Regions from separate parts of the Zea mays genome. Here regions 2, 3, 4 and 5 are each linked to region 1. The links are chromatin contacts, called in public Hi-C maps. All regions are on one chromosome and are shown on one strand. Each heading gives the region's core, a stretch centred on a gene start, on an enhancer-like site or on the middle of the called end of the contact. The rest is flanking DNA. Distances are from core to core; before and after follow the strand shown. Region 1 holds the start of opr7 (12-oxophytodienoate reductase7). Region 2 holds the start of LOC103643234. Region 3 has its middle 13 kb from the start of LOC118476116. Region 4 holds the start of LOC100278496 (ferredoxin-related). Region 5 has its middle 40 kb from the start of LOC118476116.

Region 1 (2,740 bases), core at 85-2,584:
AAGGATCATACTGATCCCCTTCTGACTCTTCTGTTGCGATGCGTTCCTATTAGATTCAGTAGCCGAGGGATACCTCGATTCATCTCACTATTTTGTGTAGAACTTTTGTCAGCTCTTGCTTGATTCAGAGAGAAAGTAATTTGCGAAACCAGACCATCATTCAGTAACTAAGCACCTAAGGTAGATTAAACAACTTTATTTGAAGCAGATAAGTATGATCGCTCCAGATCTCCATGTGCAGTAGGTATGATCCATGAGAACTCATGTATTTACACACCCAGCATTCCCTCTTCAAATGGCCCGGGTGAGGAGAAGGCGTCCACAGTTTCTCTATTTTTTCTACTTCTACTGCAGCATTTGAACAGCATGTCGACAGATCCATTCTGTTCAGGCCACTGAATCAGCACTGACTCTAGCATACTAATCGAAGTATACCATTACCAAACCCACACGATAAATAGTCATACAGTACCAGTACTACTATAATATTGCGGTTCCCATATATCATATTCTATTCCACATTTTAATATCCGTCCCGTTTTTGTCGTCGCATGTCATTGATAATTGACACCAACCCACGCCCACCAGTCGCAGTCAAGAGGACCATGTCTCCACCAGACCATCAGATCTAGCGCGAATCTCTCCGCCCAAGGCTGCGCTCATGCCTCACATGACGAAAGAGAGATCAAAAGGGGAGACACCAGAAACGTGGATCGATGGCCGGAAGCGGTAGCAAAACGGAGCGGAGATGATTACCCAGGGCCGGACGGCGAGATGATGGTGCCCTCGGAGATGAGCAAGCCGCCGTCCGTGGACCGCTGCGCGTAGTACTCCGCGAGCGCGGGGCCTGGGACCGCGTCGGGCGCCCTGCACCTGGTCATCGGCGCCAGCACCACCCTGCGCGCGTTCACACAGACACACATCACGCGGAGCTCGCGCCAGGCCAAATCGATCCCAGCGAAGAATCAGGGGGAGGGGCGGACGCGATGGAGGCTCACCGGTGGGCGAGGCGGAAGCGGGGCATCTGGTACGGCGAGAAGAGAGACGGGCGCTTCTGCTGTTGCTCGTCCTCCGCCGGCGTGGAGCGATCCGTGGAGGCCATGGATTGGAGTTGGAGAGGGAAATGGGGAGCGGAGAAAGCTGATCGAAAGCAGAGGGTTGCGAGAAGCCAACTATAGGAGGAGGGAGAGAAGAGAACGGAGGAGGGCGAGTGCGGTTCGAAAGCGAATCGCCACTGGGCTCGTTTGCGACGACGGACGGTGACGCTGACGCGTCGCGGACTCGTGGGAGGTGTTGGTTGCACGCTGGACGCTGGACAGGGAGCGGGTAGTTGGGACCAAGGCGAGCAGCGAGTGCTATATCTGCCTTGGCGGGTGAAGTACTGAACTACTTAAGTCGCCGTCTCGATTTTGAGCATGTGTGTCGCGTGGGCGGTGACTGGTGCAGCGTATCTGTATTCTCAAAATTAGAAATTTAATATGTCAACTTAATAGTATTTGTATCTAATCCAAATCGAAGATAAAATATGAAAATAAATATATAATGAGTAATATTTACCAGTATCCAATTCGAATACATGTAGACCGTGAACCACACACGAACCGACCAACACCTAAACCACGAGCACAGCCGGTTGCATGCGTAGTCATGCAGCACCTATTTCTCAAAAACCAATCTTCCATTCACGTCCTGAAAGCCTTAAAACTGACTAGCTGAGTGTCCGTGCATTGCAACGGTAATATATAATATCAGTATACTACGATAACTTATATATAAAATGTATGTTATATTATTATGAGAAAATGTTTCATAATCAATTTGTGATCCTGGCCATACATAAATTTTGTTATTTTAATCTAGTTGTTTCACTACTACATTGCAACCATCAGTATCATGCAGACTTCGATATATGCTACGATTTGTATGGTCTCATCATTGGAGAACACGTTCCACACATGCTGTAAGAAATTTCCTCGTACATCGTTAGTCATCAGACACGCACCACCATACGCTCTTGCTTAAACAAAAAGGTAAGTGTGTGTGTTTGCGAAGAGAATTAAAGGCAGGTCGGCACAAAAGCTACTCTGACGGTGGCAAGGATGACGAACTGGTCACTGTTGTCGATCCTCCTCTACGTCACCTCCGACGCTAAGATGACGCCACAATCCTCGATATAGTAGTCGTCGAACGCGCGCGACATGACGAGTACCGATGACTCTTGGTTGGGCTACCAAACGAAGTGCACCCCGGGCTCATCAGCGACTCCACAACATACATCATGTTCGAGGACACTCACACAATGACACAACGTCAGCAACGTCCATCGTCCCAGCGCACAAGAATTCATGTCCGTTCAGTAGCGACTTACGTGGTAGGTTGGGCTTTAGGTGGACGATGAGCTAGACGACGTGATGACGTCGTCGTCGGATGCGGTGTCCAGAACAACCCGAGAGTCGTCAATGTTGGCGACAACCATGAGGCCCCCCTGCTTAACGATGGACAGCGCGGTGCAGCTGCTCTGGACCGCGTCCAAGTGGTGGCTTCGCGGGAGCTTGTCGTACACAGCGGCGCATGCGACCACGTAGGACTGCTTCTAGAGGTCGAACTGACAGTCGCCAAGCTTCTTCTCGTCATCGATAAACGACACCAACGTGAGTGTCTCCTACTCATGGTGTTTGTTTGGGGTTTCAAATAAGAAACATGGATTCATGCTTGGCGTTGGTTTATGAAAATGACTCAG
Region 2 (2,740 bases), core at 152-2,651, 210 kb after region 1:
GGCGGCAAGTTCAGCTTCGAGTTTCCTGGTGCACCGGACACTGTCCGGTGGCACACCAGACAGTCCGGTGCGCCAGACTAGGGTGCCATTTGGGATGTCTTTTGCTCTCTTTATTTGAACCCTTTCTTGGTCTTTTTATTGGCTTATTGTGAACCTTTGGCACCTGCAAAACTTATAATCTAGAACAAACTAGTTAGTCCAATTATTTGTGTTGGGCAATTCAACCACCAAAATCAATTAAGGAAAAAGTGTAAGCCTATTTCCCTTTCAATTCAAACGCCCCTAAAGCCTAACCTGGAGGATGCAGAGAAAAGGGCACACGATTCCGCTAGCGCATCTAACGAAAGAGATCAAAGGAGAACCAAGTGCACAACAGCACACAAGAGACACAGCTGCCCCGTGGTACCCTCGCCGCGCCGGCGACTGGGGTGTCTGCTTCCGCTGAAAAAGTCAACCTAGCAAAACCATTTCTTTGGTTCTCCGCTCCCCGAGGCCACGACCCGATGCCACACAACGACCGTACGACGCCTCCCTCGTCCCGGCTCCTGTTTTTCCCTTAAAAACGGGGAGCACACCGCCCGGTTAGAGGTGTCAATAGGGACCCGATACCCGTCAACCCGTGGGGAATTCCCCTATTAGGGTACGAGTATGAGACAAAAATTGTACCCATGAGTATGGATATGAGACAAAATCTCCACTCATTGGATAAAACGGGTATGGGTTTGGGAAGCAATAATCCGAACCCGATTACCCATGTGTATTTCATACATGTACACCTGTCGTGTTTGTATGAATGAGGTGAGGCCGACCCAACCACCAAGCCCAGCACGACAGCGCACCATGCCCCAGGTCCTAGCCTAATAAGGCAACACGACAAGGCAATTAGCAGACTAGCAAAACACAAAACTCTAAAATAATCAGTCATATGCTACGCCCTGCCTAGACGACGATGACGACCATGGATTCTCAGGCGGCAACGAACTCAGATGGTGACCAATGAAGGTGAGCAAACTCCATTTCTTCTATCAGTCCCGAAGTACTTATTTCTTTTCTGATGGATGGATGAATGGATCATGGTTCATGGATAAGTGCTTTCCGATGTGGTGATGTCTGAAATCTAGATTGTTTGTGCTATCTGTTAGTACCTAGTTATCTCTTAATTGGGGATGTGAACCCATTGGGGACCCGAAACCCGAATAGAGATGAGTATGAGATGAGTTTTGCACTCATGATGGGTATGAAGATGGATATAAGGATGGATCAAACATAATGAGGATGAGTATGAGATGCTATAATCCGATGGGGGAATTCCCGTTAACATCTACGCCCGGTCCTGCAAGCCTCCTGTCCTCCCCTTCCGTGCCCTTACAAAAACTTTCTCCCCGCGCAGTCGCGCGGCCAAACCAAACCCCTCGCGCCATCACGCTTCCCTCCCTCGTGCGTTTGCACCGTCACGCTTCCCTCCCTTGTGCGTTTGCGCCGTCACGACTTCTGCGATGCCCCGCCCCCGTTCACGCGACAAGGCGGCATCCCCGCCGTCGCCGGCCGGTGCCCGGCAACGCACCCCCGCGCCGTCCCCGTCCACCTCTCTCCACCTCGGTATCGGCCCCGCGTCCCCCGACAACGACCTCGGCGTCGGATCCCTCGACCTCAAGCAACCCGCCGCTGCGCCTCCCCGACACAGCCTGCTCCTCGCGGGCGCCGCCCTCCGCCTCGGCCTCGGCCCCGCCTCCCCCGATGACGACCGCGGCGCCAGATCCCCCAACCTCAGCCCACCCGCCGCCGCGCCTCCCCGACGCAGCCTGCGCCTCGCGGGTAGTCGAAACACTCTCTCCGTGTCGGGCAGGGGCGAGAAGGGGGCGAGGAGGGCCCATGCTCGAGTCTCCGCCTCCTCCCTTGCTACCACCGTCTCGCCTAGGGCCGGGAACTCTAGTAGCGATGACAGCGGGTCGGGGGCGGATACGGCTTTGGCGAGCGGCGAGCGTTATGGCAGTGCGGTGCCGTTCACGACCCGGTCTCGTATCGTGAAGCGGCGGGCGGAGGCGAGCCCTCAGGCGGGCGGGGAGGTGGGGATCGGGTCGGCTGGTCGAGGCCAGGTGCCTGACGAAATGCTGCACCGGGACGTGGGGACGCCGTCGAAGCGGTGCAGGACCGTATTGGTCGGAGGAGTGGAGACAGTGTATATGTCTGATACAGAGAGTGATTCTGATGAGGATTGCATGATGCTGGGTCCAAGTGGGACCGAACTGAATCCTATTGCTGTGGATATGACTGAAAATGGGAGTCTGGATGATCCTGCCAATGCAAGCGACGTGGAGTCTTTGCAGACGCATAATCTGCTAGGGACGACAAATGTTGGGGTGGTTGAGCAATCAGTATATCCTTCAGGAAGTGCTTCAAGTTTTGAAGCAAGAATCTCTGCAGATATGTATGTCTCGAGCCATTACAGTTCTAGAAAGGGAAGCAAAGTGAACGGGAAGCTTGTTTTGGAGAATAACAGTTCTCGTGCTGATGCTAATGTGGGCTCTGCAGTTGGTACCAGTCCCCGCAAATTCAATCCATACAGCAAAGGAAAGGGAAAGATGGTTGCAGAAGATACTTTATCATCTCTGGTCTCCAGTGAGGACGAGCCAGATTTGGATCCAGTGCATTCCAAAGAGACTCAGGTTAATCCAGGATCAGTTTCTGCTTCTATGGTGTCATATCGCAGACAAAAAGCAAAAGAGAGAGCTATCAGGTT
Region 3 (2,740 bases), core at 86-2,585, 190 kb before region 1:
GTGCCGGACAGCGGTAGTGTCACGGCCAAAAATTCTCAGAAAGATCTCAAAATTTACCAGCAACAAGCGCAGAGGAGAGAAGATGTTTCGTGAAGATTGAACAGGAACCGATCAAAACTTCACAAAAAGATTTAAAATCTCAACTCTGAATGGGGTTTCGTTGGGTTTTGCAGACTTGATCAAACCAGTTTGGAACTAGCCCACGAGTGTGATGTGCTCAAATCAGATACAGCAAAGATCCGAGAGAAGTTCTCAAACCAGGAAGTATCCCAAAAGCAATCCCAAAACACAAGAAAATAGAGATTCTCACAAAAAAACCACAAGAGGGGATGAGAAGTGAGAAAATGAATCAAAAACTCATCGAGATCGGATTAGAGATAAACGACGAAAGCACACTAGCACCATGTGGTTATGACCACACTTCCTTAAAAAAAACTCATGCATGTGTGCAGATGTGGAAGTTCAAAGTACCTAGATGTCCGGGCTAGAGCTAATACAAAACTAGGGAATAGAAAACAAGAGTTTGAAATTAAATGCCCAAATGCCCAAAGATGACTGAAACAACTAGCCCTCCCTCCTATTTATAGAGGGTTATTCTACTAGACCAAACTATCCCTAGTTACATAAAGCTTATCCACTTAGCTGGGGTAAAATGGACCAACTCCTAAAATATGCATCTGACAGCCACGCGCTCTTCACGAAGTTGCTTTGCCTCGACACACTCTTCGTGATGACTCCACGTGCTACCTCTGATTCTTGTCGGAACCGCACCACCGGATTTTGAGGCCCAAACCCGACGAAACTAGCGAACTATAAAGCGGAGTGGTTTTGAGGCTCAACCACTGAAACCTCCATGAGTAGCGTACCCCATACGCATCCCTTATGTCCTAGACACGTGTCCCGCCAATCCACGACCATCCGCGCCTCCACGTCCTTGCGCCTATCAGTGTTCCTAGGTGTTAGTCGCCATGGCTAGTCATCCAGCTTCTCCGGTCCCTCGATCAAGGCTCAACGTTCACCATCTGTCGCTCACGATCTATTGACACAAACCCGCATGACCTTCGCCTTCGTTGTCAAAGATGAATTGGATAAATGGATAATATGTATGGCATATGCAAGTTGATCATCTAGTCAACCATAAACCTCAAATCCCTCTGAAATTCATAGCACACTTGAACCCAAGGTGGGGAAGCAATTTGGGCAATTAATTTTGAGGCTTCGGGGTCGGGCGGGTAAAGACGTCTGATCCGGCAGTTGGAGGAGAAATAGCGCAGACTTTGGGCATATGGATACGACGCATAGGCCCAGCTAGCCCAACATCTCATTATATTGCAACCCAAACCTGGCCTGTCCTCCGAGCCCAGTCCAGAGCAGCCCCATCCGAGAGGCAGAGACCGAGCCTGAGATCTGCAGGCGACGACGACGGCGGCGTCCCTGAGCTGCATGCGGACCGCTCGGCCGGGCGTTCGCCCTCCGCCCGCCATCATCACTGCACAACACGTCCAAGCTCTTTCGCACGGAGAGCTGCCAGTTCGGCTGGAATCAAAGCTTTCTGATTTGAGGAAAGCTAGCGCGGGCCCCAGGTAGCTTGATCTACAAATCTCCAAATCGCCGAGCAATGCCCTGCGCCTGCCGAGGAGATTCGCCTCGCTCCGCTTTTTATTACTAACTTGCTCTCGAGGGCGCGAACATGCAGCCACACGCACGCACGCTTGCATGCAGGCAGCTGGGGTCGACGATGCATGGACGATGGCACTGACGACACTGACGACGGGCGGGCGGCATCGCTTTAGCTCGCAACGTATACGCACTTTAAGGCCGATAGATTCTGCTGACCGTGCAGTGCCAGTGCAGGAGGAGTATTCAACAGCCGTTAAGCTATTATATATATATATATATATATATATATATATATATATATATATATATATATATATATATATATATATATATATATATATATATATATATATATATTATGCACTCTTATTTAGCGAGCTGCTCTCTAGATTGATAGCCCTTGGCAGGATAACAGCTAGCTAGCACGGCAATCCGATCGAGAAGATTTGATTCCCCTCATCGTTCGTTTTGGTCATAGTTTTATCGGTCGGCATGCAGGCAGGCAGGCACGTACGCTGCACGCTCATACTCCAGCCCACGCACCCGGGCCGGCCCGCGCGCCATGAAAAAAAAAAGAACAGATCAAAGCGGAGAGATAGAGAGCGGGAGATGGAGACGCGTGCATCGAATCTAGTCTAGCACTGCCAGATCCCGCTTTGCGCTGCACGACGTAGATCGATAGGCTTCTTTTGGGCGGGCGTTCAAAGTTGCTCTTGCTCGCGTCGCGCGCGCAGAGGCGATTCTCTCTCTTCGCTTAGAAAGCTACTTGTAGCATTTCCCTTCCCAAGTCAAAGACGCCGACGCGGCGCCCTATTCTTGGGCTTTCTACCGTTCTACGTGCCCCCCCTCCTTTCTCGTGATACTGCGTTCTTTTGTTGCCACGCAGTGTTTTGCTTCTGGGTTTAGTTTACTACTCTATTTGCATTGAAATTGTAAATCATTCTAGCTTTTCTATCTTCGTTTAAATTGTAAAATATTTTAACTTTTTATACACATATCTTTCTTATATATATTTAGGCATACACTATATTTTGATATATATATATATAAGTAATAAATCTGAAAACTAAAAAAATCTATGATTTAGAATATGGATGGAATAGTTTAGAATGCAGAGATT
Region 4 (2,740 bases), core at 107-2,606, 160 kb after region 1:
TTATAGATCATTATGAACGACCGCACCGACAGCGGGTAGAGGCAGTTCAAGATCTGTTTAAATACTATATAGTACTAGCTAAGTCAATGCTGCCACTTACTCCTATATTTCACTTTAACGGTTTAACTATTAATTATTAGACATTTTTACTCACTGGTACAACTTTTCCTCCCTTTCCTTTCTACGTGCTTCCTCAGTCCAAACAAGCGTTACCTCTCTTGACAAATATATGACGCCGTTTAATTTTTTTTCAAAAACTTTAACCATCGTCTTATTTAAAATATTTATTTAAAATGTAAAAATTTAAGTCAAACACAAACAACCTTAAATAATAAAACAAACAAATAAATAAATGATAACTCATTATCTTTTGAATAAAATGAGTGGTTAATTTTTTTTAAAAAAAAATAACGGTACACTTTGGCCATAGTTGTTGGCTACTATAGATGGCCAATAAGCACGAGGCTCGCGAGCCCGGCACGAAGCCCGTGTTTGGGCCCGGTCCAAGTCCGGCACGGTCCGGTTCTATGCGGGCCCGGGCTGGCCCGACACAAATAAGCGGGCCAGGCTCGGACAAGAAATTAGGCACGGCGGGCTAGCACGGCACGGTCTGTTTACCTCTAAGCCTGTTAAGCCCGCTTTTTTACACTAAAACGTACTTTTCAGCCCGTATAGCCCGTTTAGGCCCGTTGCGGGCCGGTCTCGGACAGAAAATTGAGCTCGCGTGCTTAGACGGCCCGGCCTGGTTTTATAATTGTGCCTGACGAGCCGGGCTTCACCGGGCCCGGGTCCGGGCCGGGCCGGGCCGTTTGGCCATCTCTATTGGCTGCTATCCCTTTTTGCTTGCCGATGGAGCTTCGAACCGGAAATAGTCGGCAGGGGCACTTTGGCCAGTCCACGCCAACGGCAATCGCACGGCTGACACACAAGAGACATGCGTAGAGATGGCCAAACGGGCCGCCCGGCCCGGCCCGGCCCGGGCCCGGTGAAGCCCGGCCAAAAACCGGGCCGGGCCTGCTGTGCCATCGTGCTCAAGTTTCTGTCCAAGCCCGGCCCGCAGCGGGCCTAAACGGGCCGGGTCGGCCCGTTTAGCACGAAAAAACGGGCCGAAAAGCGGGCTAAACGGGCCGGTAAGCACGTTTTAGTGTAAAAAAACCGGGCTTAACGGGCTTAGAGGTAAACGGGCCGTGCCGGGCTAGCCCGCCGTGCCTAGTTTCCTGTCCAAGCCCGCCCGCTTATTCTACCGTGCCGGGTTCGGACCGGGCCTAAAAAGCGGGCTTCGTGCCGGGCTCACGGGCCTCGTGCTTTTTGGCCATCTATAGACATGCGGCGAGAGAGCCGCGGATCAGGTGCACACGAAAACAGCCATAAAAGAAAGCGAGCTCGCAGTCGCAGCGGGTCGACCGGGAGAAGAGAAGAAGAGCTACTCCTGCTCCCACACTCCCAGCCGAGCTCACGCACGCACACGCGCACACGCGCGAGCAGGAGCTCCGGCAAGATCCAAAATTGTCCCAAGCCCGCGCGCGTCGGGGCCGGGCGCAAAGGGATCATCGGATGGCGGTGTTCGCAGGGGCACGGGCACGGCCGCTGCTGGTGCTGGGCGCCCTGCTGCTGTCTGCGCTCCTGGTGCTCACGGTCACGGCCGCCGACAGCCAGAGTACGTACTGCTCCTGCTACCTCCCCGCTTTCGTTCCTTGCATTGCATTGGTTGCTGTCGCCTGCTGCGTTCCTAGCGTTCGTTCCTGCCTGCGTACGCGCGCACCGTTGGTCCAATCAGTCTACAACTGGGCGTCTTCTGTTTGCTGGACCAGTGACCGGATCTGGGTGCTTTGCATGGGGTAGCTCGGTTTGGGATCTCGTCGCGGGCGCCTTGTGGTCCTACGCGGCTACGCCATTGGGGTCGATCCAACAGTTATTAGTGTTCGCTGAGCTATTTCTTGTCCTAGCGATGATTGTCGCTTCTTGCTCTGCCGTGTGTTTGTATGCAAAAACTACTGGAATGGTGGTCTGCTTCAATTGTTAGAATTCGCATAAACTTTACCAAGTCTGAGGGACGGGGCCTCAGATTAGCTGCGTATCTGGTAGGCCAAATTGTAAGAACGTCCAGTAAGGGGTTGGTCAGTCAGTTCTCCAATTTCGATCTCTGTCTTGAAGCAGATCCTCTGCAGGCTTACTGACGTTTGTGTTTGGGAGATCTAAACGTGGAAATTTCGCTTCGTTGATTTGATGGCAATAGCATAATCTACAATGTTTACTTATGTTGCATACGTGGAGCATTTTATTATTTAATAGTACGCTCAAGGTATCAGCTGTTGACTCTTGAAATAGGATATTAGCCATGGGAGTGTGTTTTTTTAGAAACATCACCAATAAATTATCAATGTTGACTCTTGAAGAAAAAAAAACAGAGAGGTGTTGTGGTGCTTAATTAAAGAGAACCCCAGTAAATTTGTGGCCTAGCACTCCAATGTGTTCACTTAAATATCTACTGTATTTGTTGGTTTCTGCATTCTTGTGATTCTATCTATCTAGGAGACTAGGATGCATTTGCACCTTCACTTTCTCTTGAACCTTGAAATTCGTATTATTCTTTTTTTTTACAACATGGTGCTTGAATTATCTGCCTTTTTCAGACAACCCTGCCGACCAGCTCGTTGCACTGATCAACAGCAACCGTACCGCCAGCAAGTCCGCTTCCGTTTCTGACAACCAAGGCTTGGGATGCATCGCTCTGCAGTAC
Region 5 (2,740 bases), core at 160-2,659, 160 kb before region 1:
TGACCAAAATGTTGTATTGTCATTTGTCAAACTAGTCCGTCAATCCAAGTTCCTACATGGGATTTTAAAGTTTTTATGAGACATAAACATAAAAATTGTTTATCATCATTTTTGTAATATATAAACACTTATTCGACGTCATAAATATCAATATATTCTTTTTTCCGGGTAGAGGTCATACAAGTACGTTGAGGGCACTACTACGACTGGTGTTGATAAACCCAACACAAGTACTGTTGATATATAAACACCCATGGGCGACGTCAACTTTTGCTTTCCTGTAAGATAACCTAAACAACACAGCGGCGGTGCTTCCATTGGTCGCGGCAGAATCGCCCTGCCTCTTTGGCCTCCTCGAGCTTTTCCAGAGATACGATACGCGAAAGCCAAAACGGCGCTGGGCAAGGGCAGAATCTCGCAAAAGCGTCTGCACTGCACGGTCCCCGCTCGCCTTTATCTGGGGGCGCGACGGTTCCCCCCCATCAGCTTATTGGATCCAATCCAATTACGCTGAAATATTTAAAATAAGACAGTCATTGCATTCTTCAGCTATAGTAAAAAAATATCATGCTTATTGGATCATGCATGATTTGAGTTGCAGATTTATTTAGATTTATATTTGTTATATATTTTTTAAATGAAGTTAAATCTATAACTCAATCATATATTCCACACATGAGTATATATACACACAATAATGAACATATGGTATGGTATACTTCAATACAAAGTTTTTATTATATCTTTACGTTTATTTTTTTTTGTAAATAATCTATAGTTTAGATTCTGTCCTCCTTTTTATATAGTCAAAAATTTTAGGATGGGCTAATCTTGGGTCATGCAGTATGACCAAGTTATGGCCTTGTCTATATAAACATAGATAAATCAATATATAAACCTAGATAAATCTATAACTCGGTCATATATATAATCCATCAAGCTTGAGATTTTTACTACAGTTCAAATATGCAACGATTAACCCACCTTAAAAATTTGCTCATAATTAGATAAACTATGAATTAATTGCAAAAAAAGAATAGATCTAAAATTACAATAAAATTCTGTACTAAAATTATATCATATCATATATTCACTGTATAGATTTATTCAAATGGAGTTCAACACAACTGATTTGTTTTGTTTTATATTTTTTATGAATTATTATATATATATATATTTAAAAATTGACCAAAATAAACATAAAATTTTAAAAAAGTTTCCGGTTCTAAGAGGTGAGATAGCACCTGTTTGTGGCTGTAGGGTCGAAGTAGGAAAAACTGACTTTTCTGATAGTTGAAAGAGGTAGATTGACATTTTCTATTGCTAAGTAGGCCACAATTGCTTGCCTTATTGGGCCATGGTCCTAACAGTACGCGTAGAAGAATCATGGGCTGAAGAAATGAAGGCTATTATTAGGTATGTAGCCCGCCCGAGGTTTGGAGATGATCAATCACCAAACCAAAGCTGTTACAGCCCATAAACTAACGTGACGGCATTCAAACAAAACTTTGCCGCGCGCGCTGGACCGAGAAAGCCAAGAGAATTCAACAACGGTTGACCAGGAGTGTGAAATTCCGTCTTCTCAACGATGGTCTTCTCAACCGGAAGCATGTCTGCGTGCTTCCGGTTGTTGGTCTTGGGCGTACCCGACGGCACACAGGTCAGTGCACTGTCATTGCCGCGCGGTTAGGCCTCCGAGCCGACTGCGTGTAAAACCCTATAAGCGAAAGGTCGGGCGGAGAAGGATAGGAACAAACACGTTATTTACCTGTAACTGTGTTAGGGCTTATCAAAGCTCTTACAAGGAACCATAGTGAAGAATAATATGATTAAAGAGATGCCCCCTCCTACCTTTCGGGCTTGTTTGGTTAGAAGTAGATTTAATAAGATTGGAGAGATTAAATTCATTGCTAATAAGATTGGAGAGATTAAATTCATTGCTAGTCAAAATTGAATAGGAAAGATTCAATACCCTCAATCTCCTCCAATCTTATGTAACCAAACAAGGCCTTAAGTACATGTACAACCTACATAAATGACCCGTATTTTAAAGGCTATATAAGTGAGTAAGTGCAAACACACACACAAGAGACATATCTGGGTGAAGGAACACTTTTGACATGATTCTTTAGGTCTAAGATACGACTCAATCCATATACCCATATAAATGGGACTGTCGGTACCCTGAATCAGGGGCACCCCTTACTACAACATTAAAAACACGGTGCCCGCGCAACTATCTCTAGTCGCGCGGTAAACAGCACCCAACCTTTCCGCATGGGCAGCTCCGGGGCCGCCGCATGGCTGGAAAAGGTGGTATACTCCAGGATACCATCAGTAGGTCCGGACCTCCTTGAGAAAGCGCCGGACCCCTGCACTCACGACCCAGATCTCCGAGTATGGTCCAGGGCTCCCATGCAAGCAAGCCGGACCCCTTGGGTGAGGTCTGGACCCCTCTGAGCGGGATCCGGGCCACCCAAAGCAGGGTCCCGGGACAGGGGATACCCTGGCCTAAGCAAGGGTCCGGTACTGACACGTGTCCAGGCTTTATCCTGTGCGCTTGCGCTCCCCGCTCAGGCGGAGACCCAATGCTGCCACGTGGCTTGTTGCCCGTGACGTAAGCCAGCGGGCGGAGCCTGACGTAAGACCTCTGTGCCGCGCGGTCTCTGCATTTATTGCGGAAAGGACACGCCGCCTGTCCACCCTGCTGACAGGCGATGAGCCGCCTCAGCATTTATTG

Evidence for each region. Hi-C and Micro-C count contacts between places; a contact is called where the count stands out from the background.
Region 2: a contact with region 1 is called in a Hi-C map of ear, with 2.0 times the contacts expected there. The contact joins the promoter of LOC103643234 here to the promoter of opr7 in region 1. A contact is called at or near these places in 3 of 25 Hi-C or Micro-C datasets (ear, leaf and tassel).
Region 3: a Hi-C map of tassel shows a contact between it and region 1, with 2.6 times the contacts expected there. The contact joins the enhancer-like site here to the promoter of opr7 in region 1. A contact is called at or near these places in 2 of 25 Hi-C or Micro-C datasets (ear and tassel).
Region 4: a Hi-C map of leaf shows a contact between it and region 1, with 8 times the contacts expected there. The contact joins the promoter of LOC100278496 here to the promoter of opr7 in region 1. A contact is called at or near these places in 3 of 25 Hi-C or Micro-C datasets (ear, leaf and tassel).
Region 5: a Hi-C map of ear shows a contact between it and region 1, with 2.3 times the contacts expected there. The contact joins the enhancer-like site here to the promoter of opr7 in region 1. A contact is called at or near these places in 3 of 25 Hi-C or Micro-C datasets (ear, leaf and tassel).

The regions. Positions count from the first base shown.
Region 1 is chr1:212,565,816-212,568,555 of Zm-B73-REFERENCE-NAM-5.0, forward strand. opr7 (12-oxophytodienoate reductase7) reads right to left here and starts at 1,335. Exons shown (of 5, transcript NM_001112440.1): 1 at 999-1,335; 2 at 757-897. The coding sequence starts at 1,102.
Region 2 is chr1:212,779,019-212,781,758 of Zm-B73-REFERENCE-NAM-5.0, forward strand. It overlaps LOC103643234, which reads left to right and starts at 1,402. Exons shown (of 6, transcript XR_560904.4): 1 at 1,402-2,740.
Region 3 is chr1:212,378,991-212,381,730 of Zm-B73-REFERENCE-NAM-5.0, forward strand. No RefSeq gene overlaps it. Among protein-coding and RNA genes, the nearest start is that of LOC118476116, 13 kb to the left of the region's middle. Within about 2 kb of position 1,336, at least 15 of the 20 cell types and tissues checked have an H3K27ac peak or open chromatin away from gene starts, as enhancers often do. A contact at or near this core is called in ear and tassel, where this site is marked.
Region 4 is chr1:212,726,798-212,729,537 of Zm-B73-REFERENCE-NAM-5.0, forward strand. LOC100278496 (ferredoxin-related) reads left to right here and starts at 1,357. Exons shown (of 2, transcript NM_001195949.2): 1 at 1,357-1,657; 2 at 2,634-2,740. The coding sequence starts at 1,555.
Region 5 is chr1:212,406,047-212,408,786 of Zm-B73-REFERENCE-NAM-5.0, forward strand. No RefSeq gene overlaps it. Among protein-coding and RNA genes, the nearest start is that of LOC118476116, 40 kb to the left of the region's middle. Within about 2 kb of position 1,410, at least 13 of the 20 cell types and tissues checked have an H3K27ac peak or open chromatin away from gene starts, as enhancers often do. A contact at or near this core is called in ear, leaf and tassel, where this site is marked.